Regions from separate parts of the Mus musculus genome. Here all the other regions are linked to region 2. The links are chromatin contacts, called in public HiChIP or PLAC-seq and promoter capture Hi-C maps. All regions are on one chromosome and are shown on one strand. Each heading gives the region's core, a stretch centred on a gene start, on an enhancer-like site or on the middle of the called end of the contact. The rest is flanking DNA. Distances are from core to core; before and after follow the strand shown.

Region 1 (3,945 bases), core at 25-2,524, 310 kb after region 2:
CATCAGGGTGAGAGGGACATGTTTTTCATTTTCTTTGGAAGGGTTTGGCCCCTGGAGGTGAACTATACTCAAGGAGTAGACCCAAACTTGGGCACATATGGTCAGCACAAATCGGACTCTGTGGATTATAGTGGGACTTTCTGGACTCACCAGTGATGTGAATAATAACACAGAGACTTACTAATTTTTATTATTCCTTAGGCCTTAGGTTAAACTACCTCTCAGCTAGCTGGGCTGACTTAATCTTATTATCTTAGCTTACAACCCGTCACATGGCTAGTTCTTTAACTCTCTCTCAGCCCTGGTACATCTGACCACCTTGGTGTCCTACTAGCAAATGTCCTTGAGCCTGGTCTTCTCCATGAGACTCTCTCTCACCCCAGAAGTCCCACCTTCTCTTTCCTGACTAACAATAGCTCATCAGCTCTTTATTAAGCCATGCACCAAGTGAGGAAGGTGAATGTTCACAAAACACTGAGGCAGGTGATCCCTCAGCAGTACCAAATCCCCCCCAGTCCTCAGCTCTCTGCACTATAGCAATAGGCAATGGAATAATACAAAGACAACCTTCACACAATGGGCAAAAAGGTTACCCCAACAGTGGGTTCTTCTTAAAAAACAAAAGGATGACCTGAAGTGATGTGGGAAATGGTGGTGGATCTGGGAGGAGCTACGGGGAGGAGTGGGAAATGCATATGATCAAAATACATTGTATGACCTTCTTAAAGAATTGACAAACATATATTTTTAAGAGAATGTAAGACCACATTTTTTTAATATTTGTCAGGCCAAATCACTTTACAAATGAATGTAAATCCCTGACAAGAGTGGTCAGTGACTTAACTGAAACATAATGACTGTATTTTATTGCCGTCTCTACTCCAGGGGTTGCCACATCTGCAAACTTCCGGGAAGAGTCATGGGGATTCGAGTGCTCCGGTTCTCCCTGGTGGTCATCCTTGTGTTGCTGCTGGTAGCGGGGGCTTTGACCAACTTACTCCCCAACATCAAAGAAGACAAGATGCTCACTCTGCGTAGGGAGATCAAATCCCCGAGCAAGTCGGCCCTGGATTCATTCACCCTCATCATGCAGACATACAACAGAACAGACCTCTTACTAAGACTCTTAAATCATTACCAGGCAGTACCGAGTCTGCACAAGGTGATCGTGGTGTGGAACAATGTGGGAGAGAAGGGCCCAGAGGAGTTGTGGAATTCTCTAGGGCCTCACCCGATCCCTGTCATCTTCAAACCACAAACAGCAAACAAAATGAGAAACCGACTCCAGGTCTTCCCTGAAGTGGAGACCAACGGTGAGTCAAAGCTGGATCTGACAGGGTCTGACAGGGCTCCGGTGGGTGTGTGGGCGGACTTCCGGCTCTCAGGGAGGTTGTTAGAAAGGCACTTTAAAACGCTTAAGCCATTTCCAGATTTCCAACAGGCAGCTCGCGTGGCGTGTGTGTGTGTGTGTGTGTGTGTGTGTGTGTGTGTGTGTGTGTGTGTGTGTTGGGGGGGTTACTATTGCTGTGATGAAACACCATGACCAAATGCAATGGTTTATTTGGCTAACGTTTCCACATCACTGTTCATCATTGAAGGAGTCAGCACAGGAGTCTGAAGGCAAGGGCTGAAGCAGAGGCTATGGAGGGGGGTATTGCTTATAGGCTTGCTCAGCTTGTTTTTTTATAGAACTCAGGGCTACCAGTCCAGGGAGTAGCCCCACCCACAGTGGGCTGGGCCCTCCCCTGTCAATCACTAGTTAAGACAATGCCCTCCAGGCTGGCTTCCATCCTGGTTTATAGAGGCATTTTCTCAATTAAGGCTCCCTACTCTCAACTCAAGTTGACGTAAAGCCAGCACAGTGACATTTACCTTAACGTTATGTGTGACATTCTTTCCTTCCCCTGTTCAACAGTTTCTCCGGCGTGTGATTTTTTTTTTTTTTAAGTATGTTGGCTTTGTTACGTGTTCATTAGTTTCTGAGTGGATGTGTTATAATTGCATGGTGGTATTTTTCCTTCAGGCAGATTTTGTTTTCCCCTGTTGGAGACAAATCTCTTTAAGAATATGTTTTTGATCCCGTAATTGGGTTAGAAAGTGGTCAGCTTGAGTGGTCTGTATAGACACAACCACAACGGTATCTTCCTGAGTTTTGCATTCATTTCCACACAGTTCAGTGTCTCTTTTTTCCTTTCCATCGCAGCGGTGTTGATGGTAGACGATGACACACTCATTAGTGCCCAGGACCTTGTTTTCGCTTTCTCAATTTGGCAGGTAATGTTGCTTTTTTTTTTTTTTTTTTTTTTTATGACACCATATGGGTAAAGTTTTATCTATGTGATACCTAGCCTGGGCAGCTTAGCTTTTTAATGGAGGCTACTAAGACAGTACAGTATCTAAAACCATAGCCCAATAAAACCATAGTCGTCATAGCCCAATGGAGATTTTCAGAGCTTACTTAAGATAGCATGAAACTTAACATCTTAACATCTTGGCTTAACATCTTCTTGAAATGGGAAATAAAAATGGAATTAGCTTCCCAAGAACAATGAAAGGATCTGGTGCAGCCAAGACTACAATGCAGCAAAGTTTTCCCTAGACCATCTTGTCTCAGCTGGCAAATGTATCTGTGTACTAACGATGTGAGAAGCTTGTTCTACAAGAAACCATGTATCGCCTCAACAAAATCGCATACGAGTTGAGCCCGTGTCGAGAAATCCTGAGGTCCTAATTCTGTGTGTACCGTTGTGGCGGCAGGTGTTTGTTTTGGCTTGGTTGTCCCTAAGTGCCAGCTTGAGTGAGCCGGCATAAGTGGCCTGCTGGCTCTCCCACTGAGCATATACTAATAATAGTTGGGCTTCGCAAGCTATGTTGCAGATTGCCTGAGTCCAGAACTGTGTGCAGATCTTCTTGATTAAATATTGTGCTATCCTAGTTGATTATATTTGCAGTAAGTCCTCCCTAAGGCCACATAGCACCATGGGACTCGAAGGGCAGGTGGTGACAGCACTGTGTCCATGCCAGCCTTCTAAAAGCTGCTGCTTTTAATTTCATGCCTAACATATTGATCAATGAATTGTACTTTTTTCTGTGCTAACAGGTTTTTTTCCTGCCCCCAAAACGACATCTTTTTAGGCAAAACGTTCTTTTATTGTTGTTGTTGTTAATTACTTTTTTATTAGATATTTTCTTCATTTACATTTCAAATGCTATCCTGAAAGCCCCCTATACCCTCCCCCCTTCCTGCTCCCCTACCCACCCACTCCCACTTCTTGGCCCTGGCGTTCCCCTGTACTGGGGCATATAAAGTTTGCAAGACCAAGGGGCCTCTCTTCCCAAAGATGGCTGGCTAGGCCATCTTCAGGCAAAACGTTCTTAATAGTGCTTCATCTACGAGGCTTCCACTTAAAGGTTAAAAAACAAAAAAACAAAAAAAAAAAAAAAAACAGCCTGTCATAAATATAAAGATAGCATCAGGTACAGTACGAAGAATGTGATTGGTTAGAACAGCTTGAACAGAATAAAGAAATACAAATGGTGTTTTAAGTTTTATTCATAAAGTATCAAGAGTGATTTCTATCCATTGACGAGGAGTATGTGGCTGTGGATGAGCCTGGTCAGTGCCCTGCATGTCTTCACCATTTGGACAGTCACTTGTGCCTACACATGCCTGTTAACCACCCCACCCCCATCCCCCTCCTCCCCATCCCCCACCCCATCCTACTTGGTGCCTTTCTCCAGCCTGGGAGATTTTTCAGTATCTGGATTGGCTAATGGTACTTCTTTGCCTTTATCCTCTGCCCATCATCCTCTGTCATACACAAGCGTCTTTATCCATGTCTGCTCCAAAGAAACACCACACTTAACTGTTCCTTTTCCTCCTCTTTTCAGCAATTTCCTGATCAGATCATAGGATTTGTACCTAGAAAGCACGTCTCTACTTCC
Region 2 (4,274 bases), core at 553-3,052:
AAATGGTCATTTCTATTAACAAAACAAAAATAAACAAACAAAAGAGAAATGAAGTTAGAAAGAGAGGTAGAAAAAACAATTTACCCAGACTCTGAGGAGACAAAACCTTCCCTTGGGTCACTAAATCCACCAAGATGGAAATGAGAGCCACCCATTCTAGTTTTCGAGCCCACGCCATTTCCACTGGCATTGCCACGTTCAGTGTCCAGCCCTGAGATTCCTTCAAGCGAAAATCGACTGCTTGCTCACAGAAGGCACCAACTGCCCATTCTGGGTGCAGGGCAGACATGCATACCCCAACACACACACACACACACACACACACACACACCTCGAAGAGACCAGCCCACCTTCTCATTACCATGCCAAAAAAAAAGTAGCTTTGTAGGAGGTCATTTGACAAGTAAGCCGTTTTCTGGGCTCTATTAATAACTCCCTAGGAGCAGGTGTGCTGAGGGTCCGATGGTCAGAGGGTAAAGCGAGGTGTGGTGTGGGCCGCCAGGCCTTGAAGTAAACAGGAAAGCTTGGCGCCTCCGTGAAGCAACTGCCTATTCTTCTTTTTAAAACTTCTGTCTTTACTCCTCCGCCTCACCCAACCGCCCCACAAGTTCATTTATTACGTTTAAAGGTATTCACGGAGAACCCCTCCTAAGAGATTGCAGCAAATCCTAGACGTTTCTCCATGAACTGATTGCTTAAGAAAGTTTTAACTTTAGCCAACGCTTACTTGCACACACACACACACGAAAGTCACCCTGCTAGCGATAACGAAGCACGCCACTTTGTTTTAACTTCAGGTACATTAATTTCCAGAAACACATACTGCTAAGTTTGCATGGGCACTTTTAACTTCCTCCGCTCCCCACACCCCCAACATTGCCTCCTCTCAACAGAACTAGCAATCCCTAAAGGGCACACAGCACTACTTAAGTTGGACACACAGCACTAAATAAGTACTCTAAAGTCTGCACAGTAATTGATCAACTCTATAACAAATGAGGGGGGAGGGGACCCTAGAGACATTGTAGTCATTTCTGTGACAAAAGCTTACGAAACTCAACATTTCTCCACTCTTATCGCTACAGTCCATTCTCAGGCAATGGAAATTATTGGCGTGGTGCCTGATAATTTTGTCTACAGGATTTCAAAAAAAAAAAAATAATAATAATAAGCGTCTTCCCTTTTCTCCGTTCTAATGAATCACAGCTTCTCTAGCATGCCCTCCCCCAGTCGTTTCTATAATTTGGAAATTAATCTTTTTTTTTTTCTAACTTCATAAACTCCGTGCCCCAAGAAGAAGTCAGTCAAGAAGGACTCCATAGCATCTTGGTGATGCCCGGGTTCGTTTTGCTTTGTTTTTTCTCAAAGTTTTTGTTTGTTTCGTTTGTGTTTAAAGGTTCGTTCTTGACACCTGGACGCCCCATAGCCGGAGCCTGCGAGGCTCACAACCCCCTACCTCGCTCAAGCCGGACGAAGCTGCGTCCGCAGGACTCTGGGTCTACACCGCGCGATCCGCATCTTGCTGCTGTCGGCGACTGACGGCGACCAGCTCACTCGCAAAGTTCCCTGAGCTGGGGTCCCCTCCCTCCTCAGCGGTGCACTCCAATGGCCAGCCCTGCCTGCGCTGCCCGCACCACTTTTGCAAGACGAAGTCTCTGAGCGCCCCGCCGAGGCTGGGTGGCTCCTCTAGGAAGGGACTGGGAGGGGTTAATGCTTTTAACTCCTCCGCCCTCTGCCAGCGGCAGGGGGCCCCTCAGGGTCTGGGCTGCTAAGAAGCAGCCTCCCAGAAAGATCTGGGGCAGAGTGACTAAAATAAAACCAAATGAATAGGAGCCCCTCCGCCCCAACCAGCAGAGAGAAGGGAAGAGAAGGGGCGGAGCCTGGCAGCTCCTAAATTCTAATTCACACAGCTTCCCGCAGTCCCCAGCGCGGGACGGACTCTGAAACTAGGCATGGGGATCCCTGGGAAAACTTTTCTTCGTTAAAAATCTTAGAGGACAGAGGACAAGCCTGCACTTGGTAGAGGAGCTTTCTGGTCCCAGACCCCACAGCCCTGAGGATCCGTGTAGCCCGAGTGGTCCGGTGCCCTGGGGGCCACTTCCACGCGGTCAGGGGAAACCCGAGCCACTGCCCGGAGAGCCGCAGCCACGCCGCAGAGAGGGGATCCTGAGAAGGTCGGAGGAGAGCAGCCCCGAAGTACTGAAAAGCTTCTGTCCTCCACCTCCTCTTCCTCCACCCCCTCCACTCCGATCCTGGTGAAGCCTTGAAACTTGCGGTCTGGTGGGCAGAAAGTGGCTTTCCCCGGGTGCACGGTGAAGTGGGCCAGTGCTGTGCTTGATGTTGGACCGGGGGTTCCCCTCTCTCAGCTGACCGCAAAGCCAGGCGGTGTGCCCCAGATTCTGGGAAGCTCAGAGGCCTTTGAGGAGGTGGGCTGCTGCCCTGGCCTCAGAGATTTAAACAATCCAGCAGCAGTTCAGGAATGTCCACAGGGGAAAGAGGTTGCCTGTCCTTTCACTGGCCAGTGCCTACAGCCCCCTGCCTAAAGCTGGACCCCTCTTCTCTCCCTGTCTACGTAGAGATAACTAAGAGATCCCCAAATCTAAGGAATTGCACCTTGTCCACATTTTTCTACTGTTAGATAATGCTAGATTGAGGCTGAAGAGGCCTTGGTCAGATTTGTCTGAGTAGCAGATGGAGGCCTTTATGCCTTGTCTGTCTGTCCTTCTGTTAAAAAGTGGTTCCACCCAAGTCCCCTGTTCTCACTGCCTTCCCACCCTGAGCAGATGTGATCACAAAACTTCCTCTGCTGTGCAGTTTCAATTAACAGACACACCCTGTACCTGAATGACTCAAGAGAGACAGAAGAAACAAACAACAGACCCCTACCTTCTGGGATTTTATGAGCTTGCAAAAAAAAAAAAAAAGTAGCTGTTAATTCATATTTGCCTAGAAGCACTCATTGACAGTTTCCTACCTTACCTACCCACAAACTACAGATCTTGCAAAACAATATGGAAACCAAGATAACAGCCGTCCAGTCTCCTCCAGAAAAGACAGAGTTTGAGACTGGTTTCATTTGAAAGAGGAGATAACTTCTGTCTATCGCAGTGCTGCAGAGGCAAGGAGTTAGCTTCCCCTTCTCCCACTAACAATTTATGAGGTCTTTAAAGGGGAACTGTGCACTTTGTTGTCCCAAGATGTGATGGCCACTGTCCCATGAAGCAATGGAGTAGCATGGGCCGTTCTACCCATGAGCAATCCCTCAGCCCTGAGAGACCTGTAGATTGTCCAGGTAGTATGTGGCAGAGATGGGTCACCAAATTTAAGTTGTCTTGCCTGTCTGCTCAAATGCTGTCAATCAGCTTAGAACTTCACATTCCTTTCCTGAACAGAGGAGACTTCTGCACTTGGACTCCTTACATTTGTACTTCTGATTGTACTTGTCTTTACATGTGCATAAAACTATTACTAATGTATACAGTGTGTTCTTTTGTGGGAGGAGAGTGAAGCTCTCAAGCTTGGGTTATTCCACTTAGCTATGCATCCATATCATTGATATACACAAATAGCCAGGCACAATGGTGCATGTCTGTAATCTAGGAATTTGTAGAGGCAGGAAGATCAGAAGTTCAAGGTTATCCTCAGCTATATAGTGAATTGGAGACCACCTTGAGATACTTGAGACTGTATATCTCTCTCACACACACACAGCAAAGGCTTGGGTATATTGCAGAGGTAGACTGTTTTCTTAGTAAGTGCAATACCTTGGATTCAGTTCCCAATACTGTGAAAAGAAAAAGATAGGCTACGCATAGTGACAAATGCCTTTAATTCCAACATTCCAGAGGCAAGTGTGGGGTAGATTTCTGTAAGTCTGAAGCCAGACTTGTCTATATAGTTAGATCCAGGCTAGCCAGGGCTATATAGTGAGACCTTGTCTCAAACAAAAAGAAAGAAGGGAAAAAAAATACTGAAAAATACTGACACTGTATAGTCAGGTTTCTTTGAAGGAACAGAACTAATGGTGGTCTGGCTGGCTAGTCCAACAATGGCTATGTCCTGACAGAAAAGCCAAGCATCCAGTAGCCAATCGGTTCATCAACCCCAGTCTGGTTCTGGAGTCCTAGAGAACTGCTGCTCATCAGCCTCCATCGAAGTCTTGAAGAGGTAGGTCCTAGGAGTGGGGAAGGGATGCCTCCGCAGCAGAGCAGATGAACTTGTCAGCTAGAGTGAAGGTGAGCAGGCAAAAAGCAAAAGCTTCCTTCTTCCATGTC
Region 3 (4,228 bases), core at 1,080-3,579, 410 kb after region 2:
CCATCACACTCTTCAGGAAATGTGCCTAGAATCCACACAGTTTAATGACAGGTAATATAAGAACTCGCTACTCTTTCCTGGTATTTATATAACAGGACCTTCCAAGGAGCTCAGAAGGCTGCCTAGACATAAACTATGCATGCAGAGCCAGCATAATTGAAAGCAGCCGTCCAGGCTCAGCTGCTTGGGAAGCCCAGCTTCAGGAGGGGCTTGCTGAAATTTCAATTAAGGTTCATTGGCAAAGTTGGGCTGGAGCACAGTAGGAAGGTACCAAGGTGATTAAAAGATGAATCAAACAAGATGCTCATGAAGAAATGCCTTATGGGAGTCTCATTTCTTTCTTTCTTTCTTTCTTTCTTTCTTTCTTTCTTTCTTTCTTTCTCTCTCTCTCTCTCTCTCTCTCTCTCTCTCTCTCTCTCTCTCTCTCTCTCTCTCTCTCTCTCTCTCTCTCTCTCTCTCTTTCTTCTTTTTGGAAAGCAACACCATCAGTAACCAAAGAAAAATGATTCCTATAGGGCCCATTTCCCCCCACCTCTCCTTGGTAGTTTCATTTGCCGATTTGAGGATGATAGTAGGATGCATTTTGGGTAGGCTAGGGTAATATGGGTACCTGCACATATGCCTGAGACAGATCTAACTTATTAAACAAAAACTCTCTGAGATATAAAAGCAAAGCTCTCTGGCAGCAACAACAAAACCTCCCAAATTTATCTGCATCAAATGACTGAAATGTTAATAGATGTTTTAATTATGTCTATGCAGAAGGTTTGCATACTCTCAGAGTTCCCGAGCCTACAAGCAGATCCCAGAAAGAAGGAACTCATCAATCCTTTGGATACATTAATACATGAACGTGTAGAAATACCCCCAAATGGAAGATTAGAGGGGAAAAAACTAACTAATAGAACCAGGGGGAGGTTCACACTGCGCTAAGAACTGGAGCCAAGAAGGTGTGAGTCTCTTTTACATGGGCACCATTTTTTTGGCAAACAAGGACACAGGGGTTAAAATTTAGTTTCCTGTTCTTAACTAGCTTCTTCTTTCTCTGGCTTTATTGAAATTGTGCATTTGCTAGCTAAAAATCTAGATACTCTTTAAAAGTCTCTGTTTAATATATCGTTAATTTTTTTTCAAACAAAATCAAGAGAAAGCAAAAGCTCCTTCCTTCACTTACAGTAGATGTCCACGTGGATACTTCGTTCCAGCTTCCCAGAGCCACATGTTGCTGTGCACAGGTAAGAGTGTTCATTCTCAAAACTGACAGGCTCCATGGTCAGAACGGACTTGGACCCCTCCGTCCTCACCTTCGCGTTTAGTGGGCTGTCTATCTGGGTTCTCCATGAGAACAATGGTGACTCGCAGCCCGTAGTGCTGCAAGTGAGGGCCATGGAGTCACCGATTTGAGCAATCGTTTTGTATTCAGGGGAGATCTCGATTTTAAAAGCTTGAGCTGAAAAGAGAGAGAGAGAGAGAGAGAGAGAGAGAGAGAGAGAGAGAGAGAGAGAGAACAAGTTTACCATGGTCTGCCCCATACTGTGTCCTTTTTCTCTTGCGCAGCAATACAGTGTCCAAAGCACAGCTGGGATGATCTACTTTTTAAACTGTCTCAGACTAATAGCACAAGACAGACCCAAAGCCCTGAAGTTGCTCTTGAGGAAGGTGCTGGAATCGTCACCGCGAAGAAGAATGCTCAGTTCTGACTTTGAAGCCCATTGCACAAAGTTTTTTTTTTTTTTTTTTTTTTTTTTTTTGTCACTTTCTAAGCTTGATTTCATTGTCGAATACAGGAAACTAAAGAGATAGACCCACTACCGATATAATCCAAATTACTCATTTGACAGTGGAAAGAAAATCCGTCCCCAGCTCTGTCAGAATACTGGCTCTTATAGCAAAGCTCTGTAGTACACCAGAAGCTGTAGATGTGTGAAATAGGTCAGGAACTTACAGACTGCAAACAGTATCCAAAGTACCGTTGAGGCTCCCAAGACCGCGACCATCTTCACAGGCATTTCAAGTCTCTGCTTCAAAGCCTTCTTTGTGCCCCACGTGAAAAGTGTCTGGGAAAAGTGTTCAGCCTCCAAAGCCAGCCGGGCTGGTGTGAGTGAAATAGAAAGTCTGCTCTTTATAAAGGGTCTTGCTAGAGAGGCGGAGGGAAATCCCTTCAAGGGGAAACCCAGAGCCAGGGAAAAAGTTTAACTGACAGCCAGCCAAGTCCCCACGTTAACCCCTTCAGCTGCTTTCTGGGCTGAAGTCATTCTGAGTCCTGGGAAACACGACACTTCCAAGTATATAAATCTCTGGCTTTTCCTGACCTTCAGCTCCGAAAGGGCTATCTCTCCTGAAAAGATGATTGCAAAATGAAACTGCCAACAGTGTGTGTGTGTGTGTGTGTGTGTGTGTGTGTGTGTGTGTGACAGCAAAGACAGAGATCACTCAGTAAATAACCACTGACTTTTCTTCATTAAGAAATGCATTTGCAATTTAAAAAATAAAAATTGTTCTCTTTCAACAAAAAAAGGAAAATATCCTTTATTTGTTTTTATTGACCCATTATCATGAGTCACTCTTTTAGAATGTGAGTCAGTAGTTCTTATTTTTATACTCTTTTATTCATAAGTGAATTTTTGACAAAAAAAAAACCTCCCTGAAATAACTTTCTGAAGTAGTAAATGAAAGGACGTTGATGCAGAATGAAGGGAATTATCTTTTCTTTTGTTTGACAATGCCCCAGCCCTTTGACCCATTGCTGGATGACAGGAAGTCTTTTGCAGACTTGAACGCTAAAAAATGGGATCTGTCTGCTAAATTTTTGTGGTGGATTTCTTTGGCTGCATTATTTAGCCACAAGTCCAATTGAATATGTAAACAGATTAGCTTTAGGAGATGAATTGACAACCATTTTTTTATTATTATTTTCTACTCCCAGTGAAATGACTTTTTGAAAGACTCAATTAAGTGTCTTAAATGCCTCTGTAGGTCTTACACATGCATAGCCCATGTCCTTGCAAAATGCTTGCCCATCAGAAAGAAACCGGAATAGCCACTTCCTTGTATTATACACATGTGGGTTTACCTCCCACATGGCATTATCAGTTCCCTGCATGGCCAGGACTAGTTCTTATTCATAGTTGTTTCTATTCCATATATATATATATATATATATATATATATATATATATATATATATATATAATGGTTTTATATATAACGACTATAAAACCTGCAGCATCTTCTAGATGTTTAAAATCTAGAAGAGAAACGTTCAAAATACTGAATGTAGTTCATAAGTGCCACGTGAGAGAAAAAAATAATTCCACAAGAAAGGTATAGTTCCCAGACATCTGGGCACATGTAAAATTAACAGTATCATGTCATTGGACAAAGGCTATCAGTGAGACCCACAGTCGCCAACTGCTCCAACCTGGCAGGAGAGACTTCTGAATTCCCTCTTGAGAATACATGTGGCTCCCACTGAGAGGCAAGTATAAAAGGGAAGTTGAGGGATATATTTTAGGGCTATGACGACATATCCAGGGATCGATGACATTAGCTGCCATGTCATCTAGAGGACCTCAACAATGTCATGTCATAAAAGGAGAGTATAGACTACCCCCTACTGATTCTCACCTTCTCCATAGATCAAAGGCATGTAAGAAAATGTTAATCCATGTCTTTGACACTTAAAAATAAATAACTACTTGGATCATGCAGACTCATCTTATTTGGTATCAGTTCTCACCCAAGTGAGTGGAGAAATAATTCCTATCAGGAAAGGAGAATAGTACATACAACAGAGGAAGTGAAAAAAAAAACTATTTGGTGGATTCCACAAGGTCAAATCCTTCCTCGTTTAAGAACCACTACTCTAACATATAGCTAAAGAACTCTCCGTGGCTATGTAGATCTTTTATAGCAGCTTCATTAGAGACCCAAGAGCCTGAAGTTTGAAGTTGGATCAGTTGTTTTTGAAGCAAATACTGAGGACCAAGATTAAGCCAGTCCTAATTCTGCAGTCCTTATATGGTTAATCATCATGATTTTCCTATGGCCGTTCCTTCACCAAACATCACGTCTGTGTCTCAGATGTAAAATACAAAAAGTAAAGGGAAAGGACTCAAAGGCATGGAGCCTGCCTTCTTTGAAGGAGCTTCCCAAGAAGTTGGGGGGGGGTGTGGGGGCTTTCACTGATGTCTCACTGAAAAGGCCAATGCCCCATGTCAATCAAGAT

The links. Promoter capture Hi-C pulls out the DNA fragments that hold promoters and counts their contacts. HiChIP or PLAC-seq counts read pairs in DNA pulled down with a chosen protein or histone mark.
Region 1: a CTCF HiChIP or PLAC-seq map of the NIH/3T3 cell line shows a contact between it and region 2, with 5 read pairs. The contact joins the enhancer-like site here to the promoter of S1pr1 in region 2. A contact is called at or near these places in 1 of 39 promoter capture datasets (neural stem cells), 1 of 15 datasets of contacts at CTCF or cohesin (the NIH/3T3 cell line), 1 of 484 Hi-C or Micro-C datasets (embryonic stem cells), 1 of 115 datasets of contacts at active chromatin or transcription factors (stem cell-derived neural progenitor cells) and 2 of 9 other capture datasets (adipose tissue and liver).
Region 3: a promoter capture Hi-C map of stem cell-derived epiblast-like cells shows a contact between it and region 2, with 7 times the contacts expected there. The contact joins the promoter of Vcam1 here to the promoter of S1pr1 in region 2. A contact is called at or near these places in 9 of 39 promoter capture datasets (cranial neural crest, embryonic stem cells, frontonasal cranial neural crest and 5 more) and 1 of 115 datasets of contacts at active chromatin or transcription factors (astrocytes).

What each region holds. Positions count from the first base shown.
Region 1 is chr3:116,023,122-116,027,066 of GRCm38.p6, forward strand. It overlaps Extl2 (exostosin-like glycosyltransferase 2), which reads left to right. Exons shown (of 5, transcript NM_001163514.1): 3 at 886-1,313; 4 at 2,204-2,274; 5 at 3,892-3,945. Among named protein-coding and RNA genes, the nearest start is that of Extl2, 17 kb to the left of the region's middle. Within about 2 kb of position 1,275, at least 35 of the 459 cell types and tissues checked have an H3K27ac peak or open chromatin away from gene starts, as enhancers often do. A contact at or near this core is called in the NIH/3T3 cell line, where this site is marked.
Region 2 is chr3:115,713,253-115,717,526 of GRCm38.p6, forward strand. It overlaps S1pr1 (sphingosine-1-phosphate receptor 1), which reads right to left and starts at 1,803. Exons shown (of 2, transcript NM_007901.5): 1 at 1,457-1,803.
Region 3 is chr3:116,127,359-116,131,586 of GRCm38.p6, forward strand. Vcam1 (vascular cell adhesion molecule 1) reads right to left here and starts at 2,330. Exons shown (of 9, transcript NM_011693.3): 1 at 1,946-2,330; 2 at 1,175-1,450. The coding sequence starts at 2,009.